Regions from separate parts of the Mus musculus genome. Here regions 2 and 3 are each linked to region 1. The links are chromatin contacts, called in public Hi-C and HiChIP or PLAC-seq maps. All regions are on one chromosome and are shown on one strand. Each heading gives the region's core, a stretch centred on a gene start, on an enhancer-like site or on the middle of the called end of the contact. The rest is flanking DNA. Distances are from core to core; before and after follow the strand shown.

The links. A called contact is a pair of places that touch in the nucleus more often than the background predicts. HiChIP or PLAC-seq counts read pairs in DNA pulled down with a chosen protein or histone mark.
Region 2: a contact with region 1 is called in a Hi-C map of bone marrow-derived macrophages, with 1.6 times the contacts expected there. The contact joins the enhancer-like site here to the promoter of Slc39a14 in region 1. A contact is called at or near these places in 13 of 39 promoter capture datasets (the 3T3-L1 cell line, 3T3-L1-derived adipocytes, the C10 cell line and 7 more), 3 of 15 datasets of contacts at CTCF or cohesin (CD8 T cells, the NIH/3T3 cell line and pro-B cells), 63 of 484 Hi-C or Micro-C datasets (the 3T3-L1 cell line, 3T3-L1-derived adipocytes, the 63-12 cell line and 47 more), 24 of 115 datasets of contacts at active chromatin or transcription factors (the 230-238 cell line, SST interneurons, bone marrow-derived dendritic cells and 16 more) and 4 of 9 other capture datasets (adipose tissue, liver, macrophages and 1 more).
Region 3: a contact with region 1 is called in an H3K4me3 HiChIP or PLAC-seq map of intestinal villus epithelium, with 13 read pairs. The contact joins the enhancer-like site here to the promoter of Slc39a14 in region 1. A contact is called at or near these places in 11 of 39 promoter capture datasets (the 3T3-L1 cell line, the C10 cell line, embryonic stem cells and 5 more), 2 of 15 datasets of contacts at CTCF or cohesin (CD8 T cells and pro-B cells), 43 of 484 Hi-C or Micro-C datasets (8-cell embryo, the AML12 cell line, B cells and 26 more), 14 of 115 datasets of contacts at active chromatin or transcription factors (CD8 T cells, the HPC-7 cell line, bone marrow-derived dendritic cells and 9 more) and 3 of 9 other capture datasets (adipose tissue, liver and pancreatic islet).

The regions. Positions count from the first base shown.
Region 1 is chr14:70,348,578-70,353,363 of GRCm38.p6, reverse strand. It overlaps Slc39a14 (solute carrier family 39 (zinc transporter), member 14), which reads left to right and starts at 1,940. Exons shown (of 10, transcript NM_144808.4): 1 at 1,940-2,084.
Region 2 is chr14:70,400,989-70,405,774 of GRCm38.p6, reverse strand. Piwil2 (piwi-like RNA-mediated gene silencing 2) reads left to right here. Exons shown (of 23, transcript NM_021308.2): 11 at 3,553-3,741; 12 at 4,273-4,357. Among named protein-coding and RNA genes, the nearest start is that of Gm24890, 25 kb to the left of the region's middle. Within about 2 kb of position 2,849, at least 100 of the 459 cell types and tissues checked have an H3K27ac peak or open chromatin away from gene starts, as enhancers often do. A contact at or near this core is called in the 230-238 cell line, the 63-12 cell line, the BV-2 cell line and 21 more, where this site is marked.
Region 3 is chr14:70,302,226-70,307,011 of GRCm38.p6, reverse strand. It overlaps Slc39a14 (solute carrier family 39 (zinc transporter), member 14), which reads left to right. Exons shown (of 10, transcript NM_144808.4): 10 at 200-3,545. The coding sequence ends at 346. It also overlaps the pseudogene Gm4240. Among named protein-coding and RNA genes, the nearest start is that of Ppp3cc, 15 kb to the right of the region's middle. Within about 2 kb of position 2,456, at least 27 of the 459 cell types and tissues checked have an H3K27ac peak or open chromatin away from gene starts, as enhancers often do. A contact at or near this core is called in the C2C12 cell line, the HL-1 cell line, bone marrow-derived dendritic cells and 4 more, where this site is marked.

The DNA.
Region 1 (4,786 bases), core at 691-3,190:
GGTAGCATTGGAGAACATGGGCCATCATGCCCAGCTCCCCACTCTGCCCCCTGAGCCGTCCTCAACAACTGCTTAATGCAAGCTTTAGTAGCCCTGACATCCTGTCTGGAATCCGGGGGATGAGGGTTTAAGCTCCCCGTCCTATTCAGAGCTTTGGGATGGCAGATCCTTGTCTCTAGGTGGGCTTCTTATTCTGCTTATTCCTTCTAGGGGGGGCCTGATGGGGAACCGACCTTTCCTGACAGTCCATTCCGCTTTGGAGTCTTAAGTGGGTGACATAATGTCTGAAAAACACTGTAACTTTAACCAAGGCAAATATTCAGCATTATTATAGAGTTGCAGGGGCCCGGGAGGCAATTCTGCAAGAGCTATCATTACCTCAAAATTACTCAGAAAGTAAATGAGAGGACCATCACAGGGTCTCCCTCTTACTCATTGGAGTACTGTAATTACAGAGTAAAGATAATTGAATTTCAGAAAAACAGAGTGGCCAGAAGAGTCTGAGTGGCCTCAGTAGTTTTATATCTTTTAAACTTAAGACCTTGCATACACTAGGCAAAGCATTCACTATTAATTTACAGAAAGGGTCTCAGGTAGTTCAGGCATGGTCTCAAATTCATTAAGGGGCCCAAGGCTGACTTTGAACTTGTGATACTTGTCCCCACTTCTCCAGTGCTGAATTACAGGTGAGCATTACCAGAACCGGTTGCTGGCCTCGAACTCATGGCTTTGGTGCGGTCTAAGCATACACTGAACCAAAAATCCCCCTTTTACCTTTTGAGAAAGGAGCTCACTAAATTGCCCCAGCTGGCCTTGAACTTGAGATCCTTCTGGCTCTAGAGTAGCTGAGATTATAGGTGTGCACCACCAGGATTGGCTATTACCTCACCAACCCCCAGCCCCACACTCTGGTGCTCTAGCCAGCCCGCAAGAGCAAGCTGCCATTGAGCTGAGTTCTTCCTGCCACCTGTTCTAGGGACATGGAGTTCTACTCCTATCACTTCCTTTTTGAGGGAACTTTCCCCAGCACTTAGATGCCATCTCTCTATTGAACAAATCTAGAGATACCACAGCCAGCTGGACACACTCCCTGTGCTAGAACAGAAACCCCCGCCATTCACTGGTTCCAGTGCCACTTGAGGTTCTTCCATGGGGCCCTCCCTGCCCCAGGTGACAGTTGGTTAAGCGATAGAGGAAATAATCCTAATATCCAGCTGAATAGAACAATAAGAGTTTAGTGGGTGGTTTATTTTTCTCAAGAAATTTGCATATACAAGGCTCAGTATCCAACACAATAGGCCCTTCCTACAGCGGAAGAGACTCCCTCCCAGGACAAACAAAACCTAAGGCTTGACCTCGCTCCTTAGGAATCTGATTAACTGTGAGAAAGAGGTGCGAAACTCTGAAAAAAAATGAATATGATCTTTTATTTGGATCGTTACAAGTTATTTTAATTCTTTTGGTTGGCTGGGGTAGGCAAAAAAAAAAAAAAAAAAAGCAGTTTATGAAGCGCTCCATCCTGCTTACAGAATATTTTAGAATTGGAGAAAACAGAAAAGTCTCTTAGATTCATCAACAGTGTTAAAACCACAAATGTCTACCAAGAGAGGGGCACTCTCCCTCAGGAGCGACAGGATGGAAGGTCACGCTGTGAGTTTCCCACAAAAGGGGCTAGGAAGGACAGATGGGAGGTTTCCAGAGAATAGCGGAGCCTGCAGGGCCTCCGTGAGTCAAGGATGGAATTCATCAAGGAAGGGTGGATGAAGCTAGAGAGAGCTAGGATGCGAGCCGGGGATGCACAACGCTGGAGGACCAGGTTGGCCAGGGTAACGACGCTGTTAGCTGGCGGTCCCACGTGGCAGGCCCGGGGGAGCGGGGCGGGGCAGCAGGCGGGGGCGGGCCCAGCGGTGACGCGCAGGGTATATGGCCGGGCATGCGCATGCGGCGGGGGCCGGACGTAGAGAGGGGGCGCGTGGCTGTTGGCGGGGACGCACCCACTCAGTAGCTGTGTCGCCCGCTGCCTTGGGGGGGGGGCCCTGGATAGTGAGGCTGCGTGGGCCCGACTGCCGGCTGGAGGACTTCAGGTGAGGACGGACCGGGCGCAGGCAGGATGGGAAGTCGGGCGCCTCCGGGTTAGGGGGGACACCGGGTGGGGGTTGGAGACACCGGCACGCCGAGGACCCAGAGTCTTTTCGGGAGGCCGCGCACTCCCTGAGCCCAGTCCTGGTAGCACCTGATTGCCGTGCCACGGTGGCGAGGAGAAGGAGGTCACTGCGCTGTCCCTTCAGCTGCAGGGCCCGGGATGTGTGAACCAGAGAAGGACGCCGGGGAGGTCGATAGCTGCTCAGAAAGGCTGAGATGAGCTTTCTAGAGCCCCAGGACACAGAGCGCAGAGGAAGCGGAGTAGATGGGTAGATCAGATGCTCTGCGGTGGCGGCTGCTCGGGGGCTCTGGTGTCTGGATCTTGCATCCCAGGAACCTATGTGTCCTTCTCCCTGCCCCACGCCAGACCACCCTCCGGCTGGAGAGTGATGCCCGATTCTTCTGGTTGGCTTGGGCAGGAGTGGATAACCGCAAGGGTGGCACCGCGCTGAATTCTCCCCTGACTAACGGCAGCGATGCCTCTTGGGCTCACTTAGGTTGGGACTGACCAAATTAGGTGGTCTGGTTACCGGCTGCTCCCTCTTAGAGTTTTAAAGCTATAGCTAAAGTAGCCATCAGACTCACCTTGTGATCCTGAGGTAGATTCTAAGCCGGAAAATTGCCTCTCTGGGTTGTGGGTTCAGCTTTAAGAATCTTCTGTCACCCCGGGGCCTAGATTCTAAGCTGATCTGTAGTCTAAATAGTTACATGGCTTGTGCGTTCAAGAGAACTCTCAGTTTGGTTTGGTGAGGGGTGGAGTGCTTTCCTGTGGCCTAAATGGAAGGATAGAGGCAGGAGCACTTTGGCAGGCCCCTCTTCGTGAAGTAACCTGGCTTTGGAATTGTAGCATTAGCTCTTTTTAGCCCCTGGTCATTGGGATAGATATATTTGCTGGAGGTGCTGATTTTAGGGGACGATAGAAACTGGCTCCGGAGTGACTATCTGGTCACTATTCTGGTTCAGGTTAGTACTGAGACCAGCCTGAATTGTCTATCCAAAAGATGTACAATTCCGTACTCCTTACCTATTAAAACAAATCTTCAACACTGAGGGGTTCCAACGTGCCTCCTTGGCCAAACAGCCAGAAACATGTCCAGAATCACAACTTCTGACAACTAGAATTAAAAGCCATCTAGTCCCCTTTCTATTGGTGACTTAGTTGAGCTCTTTGCTAGTGGTTCAAAGTCAGGAGGCCGTGTATGGGTCCTCTTTGTGTGACTGTTTTATCATTGTGACTAGAGACACTGAACTGACCCAGGATATGGGTTCTTCCAGAAGGACCCTGGCAGAACACTTCTTGCTGCTACACCTGGCATTCTGTGGTTCACCTGGACAGTGCAGAGGCAGAAACAGGGATTAAAGAACCCAGAAGCTGGCTAAGCAACCAACCGACTTGAGAAGTGGCAGAGCCTATGTAACTGGCCTTGCATGTAGACAAGAGGAGAGTTAGAGGCTCCTGGAGATCTATCCCGAGCTCTTTTCCAAACCCAGGGTTGATGCAAAAGGCCCAGGTCCCACGTACAGTGTTTGGTTTGTGCCCCTCAATGGCCACTGTGGTGGGTGCAGGCAGAAGGCTTACTCTGCCTTTCAGGCAGACAGTGGCAAGTGGGGAATTAAGTAGCAACACAAGAGTCTCCTTGCTGGTTGGAGTAGTTTAGAGAAGGGAGCTTGTTTGAGGTAAGGCACAGTGGCAGAGTACTCAGGGCTTTGGAGCTAGATGTCCAAACCCCAGCCCCATCACACTCCAATAGCCAGTCTGTTCTCACTGACTGGTGGAACGTTGTGGTCATGTCTGGAATGTGGCTGACGCCTCAGTAGTGCCACCATTTTTGTGGGTTAGACTGAGAGGTTTTGAGTCCCGGCTGCTCAAGTAGGCTGGATTGTAAGGACGGTGGAAACCTAGACATAAGGTAGATTGTCTCCTCCTTAGCAGGGTATAAAGTGTCCCTTGTCCTCCTGGGAGACTCCTTTTCTGTGGCTGACCAGGGGAAAAGCGCACAGACTCATTGGGCAATCTTAGAGAAGATGGGCGTTTTCCTACGGGAGTTCTACTGGAGGTTCTTCTTTCTTCTGAGACTGCTCCTCCTCAAGGCTTAGTGATGGCCAGGAAGGACCCCATGTCCTCTCCATCCCCCACCCCCACCCCTGTTTGTGTAGGATACACAATCACAGGATGGGTCCTGGTTTCAAAGACTTCTTACCTCCTTCCTCTTTTCTTCCCTGCACCCCACATGTGCTCTTCCCCGACGCCTCACAACCCTACCAGATGTATTCTCTCTATTCCATTTAATGCCAAAAGAAAGTAACACCTGCCATTTGACAGAACCACAGGCTGCCTTGTTGTCTGGAGTGGCTTTTACAATGAAAGATCCTGGACTCAGAGAGGTTAATTGATGTCCTCGAGTCACATTGCTTACTAATGACAGATTTTTTGGGGGGGAATACCAGAGAATTGCCCCCCTCCCCACACCCCTTTGGTGAATTTACTGAGAGTCCTGTCTTTTTCTTGGCACACTGGGAAAGGGGGCCAGTCACTGCTCAGCACCGCTGGAGTAGTTTGGGGAAAGCTCTTTCATTTTCCTGCAGGCTCTGGAGGAAAGAGAGGTTCAGAAAGAGCAGGGAAGGAGAAAAGGTTCATGCTACC
Region 2 (4,786 bases), core at 1,600-4,099, 52 kb before region 1:
GAGATAATAAGCATATGTCTAGTCTATTATTGTTATTATTATTATGACTGTGGAGACAGAACTTAAGGCCTCATGCATGTTAGGCTATCATCCCCACACTAAGCTACATTCCTGCTTGTATATGATTTTTCACACATCTCTTTATTTGTGTGTATGTATATGTGTATGTGTGAAGGTTAGCGGACAGTTTGAAGGAGTAGATTTTCTCCCTCCACCTTCCAGATCCAGGAATCAAACTCAAGTCTTTGGATTTGGCAGCAAGTGCCTTAACCCACTGAGCCATCTAGCTAACCCCAGTGTGACCTTATTAAACAGCTTTATTGAGATACAAACTAAAATATACTCATTTGGAGGGTGCTGTTCTGTGGCTGTTAGCTTATCCATGGTGTATGCTGTACATTATCACTGCAGTCAGTTGTAGGACATTTTCATCCCTGCAGAGAGAAGCGAAGCCCATACCCTTGGACATTAGTTTCCTTCTTTGCCCTCAGACCTAGAGAAACCATCAGTCTGGTTGTGTGTGTGTGTGTGTGTGTGTGTGTGTGTGTGTGTTGTTCCACCCCTTCCTCTCTTCCTATTTTTTTTCATTGTTTAAGATAAGATCTTGCTGGCTTATTCATGTTGGCCTCAAATTTGTAATCCTTTTACCTAACCAATCTGTTTTCTAACTATTTCAAACATTCCATATGAAAAACAACCTTTGTATAATATTCTGTGTCTTGGTATGCTTTCAAGATATATCCAGGTTATATGCATGATACAGAGTTCCTTTTTGCATTGGAACAATACTCCAGCATATTGATATACTATATTTTTCTTTTAAAAGATATTTATTTTTATTTTACTATGTTTGTATAAGTATATGCTGTGTATGTGTGCCAATGGAAGTCAGAAGAAGATGCCAGGTCCCCTGAACCTGGAGGTACAGGAGATTGTCAACCATGTCACTGTCAACCATGGATGCTAATCTCTGGTACTCTGGAAAAGCAGCAAGTGATCTTAACCACTGAACTCTCTCTTTCTTTTTAAAAGTGATATTAAAATGTTTTATTTGTGTGTGTGTGTGTGTGTGTGTGTGTGTGTGTGTGTGTGTGTGGATGTGTTTGCTGCTTGGGTCAGAGGACAACTTTGTGAAGTTTGCTCTCTCTCCCACCTTTTCGTGAGTCCCAGGGATCAAGCTCATGTTGATAGGCTGGGTAGCAAGAGCCCTTCTCTTCTAAGCCACTTTGCTGACCTTGCCATATTTATTACTCAGCTGTTTGAGGGATACTTTGTAGTGTTCACTGTTTGCCTGTGCACTTCATGTCCAGATAGATTTTGGTGTGTGTATTGCCATTTCTGTGAGCTCTATTTTTATCCTTTACTTAACCCAAGGACAGCTTGGCACTTCTCGTGTTCCCAACAGAGGTGTGTGAAGGCTCCAGTTCACCTGCAGCCTCACTTGCTGGCATCTGTTTCTATTATAACCACCTTTGCATGTAAAATGAGTAACTGTGGCTTCGATTGCATTTCTCTCATGACTCATGATACTGAGCAGTTTTCTCTGCACCTTTTAGCCATTTGAATATCTTTGTGAAATATTTAGATCTTTGATCCACTTTTAAAATGCATTTTTAAAAGTATTTATTTTATTTCACATGCATTGTTGCTTTTCCTGCATGTCTGTCTGTCTGTATGAGGGTGTCAGATCCTAGAACTGGACTTACAGACAACTGTGATCTTCCATGTGGATGGTGGGGATTGAACCTGAATCCTCTGCAAGAGCAGCCAGTGTACTTAACTGCTGAGCAATCTCTCCAGCCTCTAAAATATATTATTTAATTGTAAAATTTTTGTATTTTAGATACAGATATCTTGTCAAGTACATAATTTGAGATACTTTCATATGAATTGTCTTCCCTGTCTTAGTTAGGGTTTCTATTTCTGTGATGAAACATAAAAGCAACTTAAGGAGGAAAGGGTTTATTCAGTTTATTCTTCAGTCAGCATCTCTATTTACCATCAAAGAAAGACTGGACAGAAACTCACACAGGGCAGGAGTCTGGAGGCAGAGCTGATGCAGAGGCCGTGGAGGGTGCTGTTTACTGTCTTGCTACCCATGGCTTGCTCAGCCTGCTTTCTCATAGAACCCAGGACCACTAACCCAAGAATGGCCCCACTCATAGTGGGTTGGGCTCTTTCCTATAAATCATTAATTAAGAAATTGCCTTGTAGATAACTCTAGTTGTGTCTCGAGTTGACGTGAGACTAGCCAGCACATTTCCTCCCTCCCTTTCTTCCTTCTTTCCTTTTCTCTCTCTCTCTCTTTTTTCTTTCTTGCTGAGACAGGGTCTTGTTATGTAGTTCAGGCTGGTCAGGAATTTACTGTGTAGACAATGCTGGCCTCAAACTCACAGAGTCACTCACCCTACTTTAGTTTGATGTAAGAAACTTATTACAACAATAATTCAAAGTTCACCAGAGGTACCCACAAATCCCTTTGCCCCATATGCACATCCTCAAAGAAGGGCTTCTGTGTGAGCCAGAGCAGCCTTACAGAATCATAAGATACAGATGGCCTTTCTCGGAACTATTCAGTAATGTTGCTTTAGGCCTCCCACGTGTGGTTTGATTTGTGATTTAAAAGAGAAGTTATGGACATGTTACAAAACTTTTCCCTGTTGTATTTGGAGGTCATGAAAATTTAATTAAAATCTCTAAAATTTTATTTTATGTGTATGGGTGTTTTGCCTGTGTATATATCTGTGCACCATGTTGAATGCCTTGAGGCCAGATGATGGTGTCAGGTCCCCTGGAATTTGAGTGACAGATGGTTTTGAACCCCTACCCCTAGATGGGGCTGGGACTTTAACCTAGGTCCTCTGTAAGGCCAATCTGTGCCCTACACCACTGTAAGGCCAATCTGTGCCCTACACCACTGAGCTTTCTTGCTAGCCTGGATCTTTTTTTTAAAACAATGCAAGTGACTTTCCTTTGGGAGACCTCAGTTAAAAACAAACAACAGTTGAGTTGAGTGTGGTGGCACAGGCCTTTGATCACAGGACTCCTGAGGTAGATAGAGGTAGACAGATCTCTGTGAGTTCAAGTCCATCCTGGTCTCATAGTAAGCTCCAAACCAGTCAAGGCTACGTCACTGAGACCATGTTTCAAAAAGAGGAAGTGAGTTGGGGTTGACTGGAGAGATGATACAGCAGTTAAGAACACTTCCTGTTCTTTTAAATGAACTGAGTGCGAGTGCCGTGCGTTCCAGCACCCACATCAGATAGCTCACAAGCTCCTGTAGCTCCAGCTCCGGGGGACCCGATGCCTCTGGCCTCCTTGGGCACTTGCACTCACGTGTGCATACAGGCATACACACCGCATTGAACATAATTAAAGTAATAAAAATAAATCCTAAAAAACGATCATTGGTTCATGAGATGAGTATAGCTAATGAGGGGTAAAAGATGAGATCCAACCCTTGGGTCCTTACTTCAGTTTCTGGAGCCCCGTCCCTCTCTTAGGAGCCTGAGGGTATGGATGCCAACCAGAGTCTCTTACCTCTTCCCAAAGGCATGCTATCTACCAGCAGAACAAGGAGCACTTCCAGGACGAGTGCAGCAAGCTTCTGGTTGGCAGCATTGTCATCACGCGCTACAACAATCGTACCTACCGAATCGATGATGTGGACTGGAACAAGACCCCTAAAGACAGCTTTGTCATGTCGGACGGGAAGGAAATCACATTCCTGGAATACTACAGGTACAGATGAGAGACTGCACTTGGTCTGAGGGTAGGGGTGGGACGTGCTCTCCAGGCTCTGGGTAGTGAGTACAGTTAAGGATGAGGTACCTGACACTGTACAGCTCTGTAAACTGGTAATAAAAACATCTGAGACCACATGAGCTTATTTGTGAGTCTGGCCTGTATGTGTTGGTACTTTTGGCAATTATTACATAAGTGATTTTGGGGGTATCCGTTGTATTTTTCTTGTTGGTTTTGTCTGGGGAGAGAATTGAAGTTCTCATCTTTAATCATTAGACTTTTATTTCTAAATCCTTTAGCTTGATGCACTTTCCACAAGCTTCTCTCCTGGGCTGTACATATAGCCTTTGTTCTCTGTCCATCAGCAAGAAAGCTGTAGCCTGCATTTCCCACTTACATATACTGTGATTAGTGTCTGATGGATTCTCAGTGAGGGGACTGTGCAAATTGTAAGCTGCAGTAGCACTGAAGAGGGCTGGAGGGGTTGTTGTAGGAGTGGTGACACTCTCTTGCTCTGTCCTGCTTTAGCAAAAACTATGGGATCACAGTCAAGGAAGATGACCAGCCGCTGCTGATCCACCGGCCCAGTGAGAGACAGAATAACCATGGCATGGTGAGTGGCTACCCTCCCAGCGGTCCTCCTCCGTACTGCTGCCCTGGCTATGTGTGCGCTCATCCGCTTATACAGTGTGCTGTGTTGGAACACATTGGGCATGGTTGTATTTTCCCTGTACTCAGAGTTGCCAGGAGGAGATAAATACCTCCACGAACAATTTGGGTTAAAGACATAAAGAGAGTTCCTTGTATCTAAAGATTAAAAACTCTGGAGCCTGGGGAGATGGTAGAGTGGTTAAGAACACTGGCTACTCTTCCAAAGGACCTGGGTTCCATTCTCATCACCCACATGGCAGCTCACAACTGTCCCTCCAGTTCCAAGGGAGCTTGGGCCTTTTCTGGCCCTCTGTGGACAACAGATACATATATACATGCAGGTAAAACACTCTTACATATACAAAAAAAGTAAAACTCTGACATGAATGTG
Region 3 (4,786 bases), core at 1,207-3,706, 47 kb after region 1:
AGCCATATTGTTGAGAGCTACAGAGAATGGTCAAAGATAACACCCTCCCCCCCAGTGACCTCCTTAACTCCAGAAAAGTCCCCAGAACTACCAAAAACATCCTTCCAAAAATACGGTCCACCACTTGAGAACCAGACATCACAGTGATTGGGACAATGTTAACAGAATCTGTAACTCATTTTTTTCTCTTCCTTCTCAGTTCCCTGAGATGAATGAAGTCTGCCAGGAGGATGAGAAGAACGACAGCTTTCTGGTCCCCTTTGTCATCCAGAATCTTGGCCTCCTAACCGGCTTCTCCATTATGCTGGTCCTCACAATGTATTCAGGGCAGATTCAGATCGGGTAGGACCCTGCCATTGGGGAGCCAGTGGCATTGGACATCGGGCTCTGGGCCCCCATCTGGTCCCCGGCCCGAGGACTCAGCATCCACGAAGCATCATGGAAAAGGCAGCTCTTTAAAAACTGGCACAGACTTGTCTGCCTGCATTCAGATGTCATCTGTTTCAAATGCTCTGTCCTAGGAAGAAGCTGCCCTGGGAATCTCTAGGTAGTGCCTCGAACCGTTGTCTCCCGACCCTTTCCACTGATGATTCTGGAGCTGAAACGCCACATGTAGGACACGCCTCCCTTTTCCTTCTGGCCACCCTCCTCCCTTTCTCTTGGAAGAAGCACTGAGAGATGTGGAATCTTTTACAATGTAAAAATGAAGCCAGTGGTCATGGTTTGGTTAGAAGTATCAGTGTGGCTTCCAGCTTTGGGGCCTGTGATTCTAAATGTGTGTACCCAGGATTTCAGGTCGGTCCATTTTGGCATGGGTTCTCATGTTTTTACAGAGAAGAGGGCAGAAGACAAGACTCCTGTGTTTTTCAGTCTGTTAACTGTTCTCTGAAAAGGCTGACTTTCCGATGAGTATGGCAGGCAGAGGGGCAGGGGATTGCCTGAGTGAGGAGGGGGTAGAACTAGTGATGGATGTCCTGTCTCCTTGGTGCTCGGTTTCCACCAGGATGCTGCGTGCAGGTTGCTTGCAGCATCTGGAGTCACATAATCATCCAGGCGAGCCACTGTGGGCATTCTCTGGCGTGGCAAGAGGTCTGCTAAATCAGTTGTTTTTGCCCTGATCCTCACGCCTTCCTATTGCTTTCTTTTTCTAGTTAACTTTGTAGATGCCTCACGGGGAGCACGGTCAGAGCACATTTAAAGGTTTTTGCATAGGAGGGAAACTGCACAAATCAGTCTCCCCTGGTCAAGACCTCTGCCAGTAGAACCTGACTCATAGAATCAGGACACAGTTGTTTATGCCTTTTTGTGACCAAGGTGATTGGGAATGGAGTCATTGCAGGCCAGACTTAGGACTTGCTAATTGCAGAAATAATAGTTGAATACCATGGGACTCTGGACCTTGAGGTCAATTCTTGAGGTCAGGACTGCAGACGTCATTGCTGCCAATGGGTTTTAAAGGACACCATCTAGCTACCACTTCCTCCCCGGTCCCAGACAACAAGATTGAATACTGAATTGAATCGAGTGTAAATTGCTTTCATTTGGTCCAGGAAAACAAAACAAAACAAAACCAGATGCTTGACATTTCACACCACAAGCCAGCCTCAGGCGCTGTGCAGCCCCCTCCTCAGAACTCTGGCTTCCAGGGGAGCTAATCTCCAGGTTCACTAAGTGAATTAATTTATTATTATCATATTGATACATGGATTCCTTAGCCACTTTGGAGAGCCAGTCTCTCCCGAAGCCTTTCTTAGTGGTGCCCACAGTCACAGTCCAGGAGCCATTGTTCGCATGACTTACAGTACTGAATCATTGCCAATCCCTGAGTCTTTCTGTTCTTACCACAGGAAAACTGTCCATTAAAAGCAGTGTGCATATATATATATATATATATATATATATATATATATATATATATACATATATATATATGCACTCACATGTATTCATATATATATATATATATATATATATATATATATATACACACACACACACACACACACATGTATGTGTGTGTGTGTGTGTGTGTGTGTTCATTCTTGTTCTTCTTGGGGAAACATGCTTGAAACCAGGAATCCTGAAATCCTGAGAACACAACTGGGGAAACAGAAATTTGCTCAGTTTCTCTCCCTGCTCTTGCCTCTTGCCTTTGAGACAAGGCAGCAGGAAGAGGAAAGTTCAGCAATCAAGGTACTAGATTGGATGTCAGGACCAGGTCCTGGTAGGCTTAGGGTCCAGTTTTACCAAAGAACCAGTTCCTTCAATGTTAGAAGCTAAGCTTTATGTTACCGTCATGGTTGTTGGTGTTTGAAGGCGAGTCTCATCTCTCCTGTTCTATTTCTCCTACAAATGCTTTAGGAGGTAGCAGAAATTGACACTCAAAGTGTAAGACTGAGCAGGCTGTGTGACTCGTACCTGTAATCTCAGCCCCTAGGGAGGCAGAGTCAGCAGGCTCAAGTTTTATACCAGCCTGGGCTTCATAGTGAATAGCAGGCCAGTCTGGGCTACATAGCAAGCTCCTGTGTCAGCAAGACAAAATGAAGATAAAAAACCGTAAAATTTAAGATTGTAGGTCTGAGGGTGTGGCTCAGTGGTAGCACGTTTTTTGTCCAGTGTGTATGTGACACCCTGAATGTCATTCCCAGCACCACCACAGCCCCCCCCCCAAAGGTTGAAAGATTCCACTTTACCTAGCTCATGCATTATATTTTTAACTTTAGGAGTTCCCCTAGCTCCTGTCCTTTAAATGCCCTTATGCTGGAATCGGATGGTGGCTTGGTTTGTTTAAAAGAGCTTAAAAAGAGTCTTAAACATGAGATAGACTGTCTGCCATGCACCCTTCCTGTGAACTCAAGAACTTTGAGGAAATCCTGGGGCTTCTTCAGGGCGGAGGGCTGGCATCAGTCAGACACAGGTGGGGCGTGGGAGCCAACTGATAATCCATTGCTATTGGCAACAGATTCGCCCCATGAGTTGAAAATGTGGCCGTTGACCTTCTTTTGACTTTTAAATGTTGAACTTGCTGTTTTAAGCATCTGTACATATAAGAGGCTGAAGGGGCTACGGGCTGCTTAGCGGACACTTCTCCCCTGGCCTTACTGCCCATAGCTTCTGTTCCCTGTTAACACTAGCAAGGAAAGTGCTTGTCACACAGAGGAGCCCTCAGCCAGGCCTTGGATTCTGTCATTGGAGGACCTCATTTCTGACCTCACCTTCAGTCCTCCATCCCCGCCCTCCAATACTTAGGGTCACCAGGGGGAGCACTCTCCGGTACCCTTCACCTGGGTTTTAAATGGCTTCTCTCTGTCTGGATCACCTAGGATCCAGTTTTAGTGAACCCTCTTCCAAAGAGATACAGATAAGCTGGATGATTTTTTGCATAAAGAAAGAGGATTTTACTCATAGTTCCCTTTACAGTTCCATCACAGTATTTTTTTTAAATAACTCAGGTGTTATGAGAATTAGAAAATAAAATAATTTATGTCATGTGAACTGTAAATGTTTTATTTGTAAGATTCTATAAATAAAGCTATATTCTGTAATTGGTGAGTCCCAAGTGTCGGCTTGCTTCAGCCTTAAGAGCTGGGGCATACTAGTCAGTCATCGATGGGAGGAGAGGCCCTTGGTCCTGGGCATTCCCCTATGCCCCAGTATAGGGGAATGCCAGGGCCAGAAATTGGGAGTGGGTGAGTTGGTGTGTGTGTGGGGGGGAGGGGCTTTTGGAGGGGAATCCATGAAAGGGGATAACATTTGAAATGTAAATAAAGAAAATACCTAATTTAAAAAAAAAAAAAAAAAAAAACGAGTTGGGGCATAATGAATCTTTGACACAAGGTGGCGCTCGTCTGTTGCTGATTTACAAAGGGTTGTTTGGATTTGGCTATGGGGATTTAGAAGGGACTTCCTATATCATATAACACACTTACTTTAAAATGACTCACTTTGGGCTAAGCTCAGGAACAAAGCACTTAGCCATGGATTGCGCCTTGGAAACTGTAAAGACTGTAGAGTTCTGTATTGAACTTCACCCATGTTGGTTTTTTTCTTTTCTTTTCTTTTTCTTTCTTTTTTTTTTTTTTTAACTTTATCTGCATTTATTTTTTGCTGAATTTATTCCAAGGCCATGAGTTTTTGTTTCTTCTGGGATATCTTTTTCTTCTGTGCAAGCTCCTCTTCTGGCTTTGGAACGATCTGTTCCTTCTCAGTGAGGATCATCTCAGTGTGGCAGGGGGAGCTCACGTATGGGTTAATCTGGCCATGAGCTCTGTAGGTCTGTCGGCACATCTTAGGTGCCTTGTCCACGTGTCCAGTGACTAGAGAATCTATGTCTAAACCCTAAGTTCAGCATTACTTTCTGCATTTTTTAGCATGATTCAGCATTCTTTTTTGGCTACCATCCTTGTGTCCCCAGCCCCACTGTTTTGGCCTGGGCAAATTATACCGCCAGACTTGCACACATTGCTTATTTGGTTTTTGTTGTTGTTGTTTGTTTGTTTGCGACAGGGTTTCTCTGTATAGCCCTGGCTGTCCTGTAACTCACTTTGTAGACCAGGCTGGCCTCGAACTCAGAAATCCACCTGCCTCTACCTCCCGAGGGCTGGGATTAAAGGCGTGCGCCACCACGTCTGGCCCACATTGCTGCTTTAAAGTGAGATCCTTCAGATACTTGGTGGCTTTGCAAATATGCATACCCTTGATGGCCTGGGCAGTTTCCTGGGTGTTCTTAAAGTGAACACGAAGGTTTGAACCTCTTGATTTGATGATTTTGTGGAGTTTTCTAGGT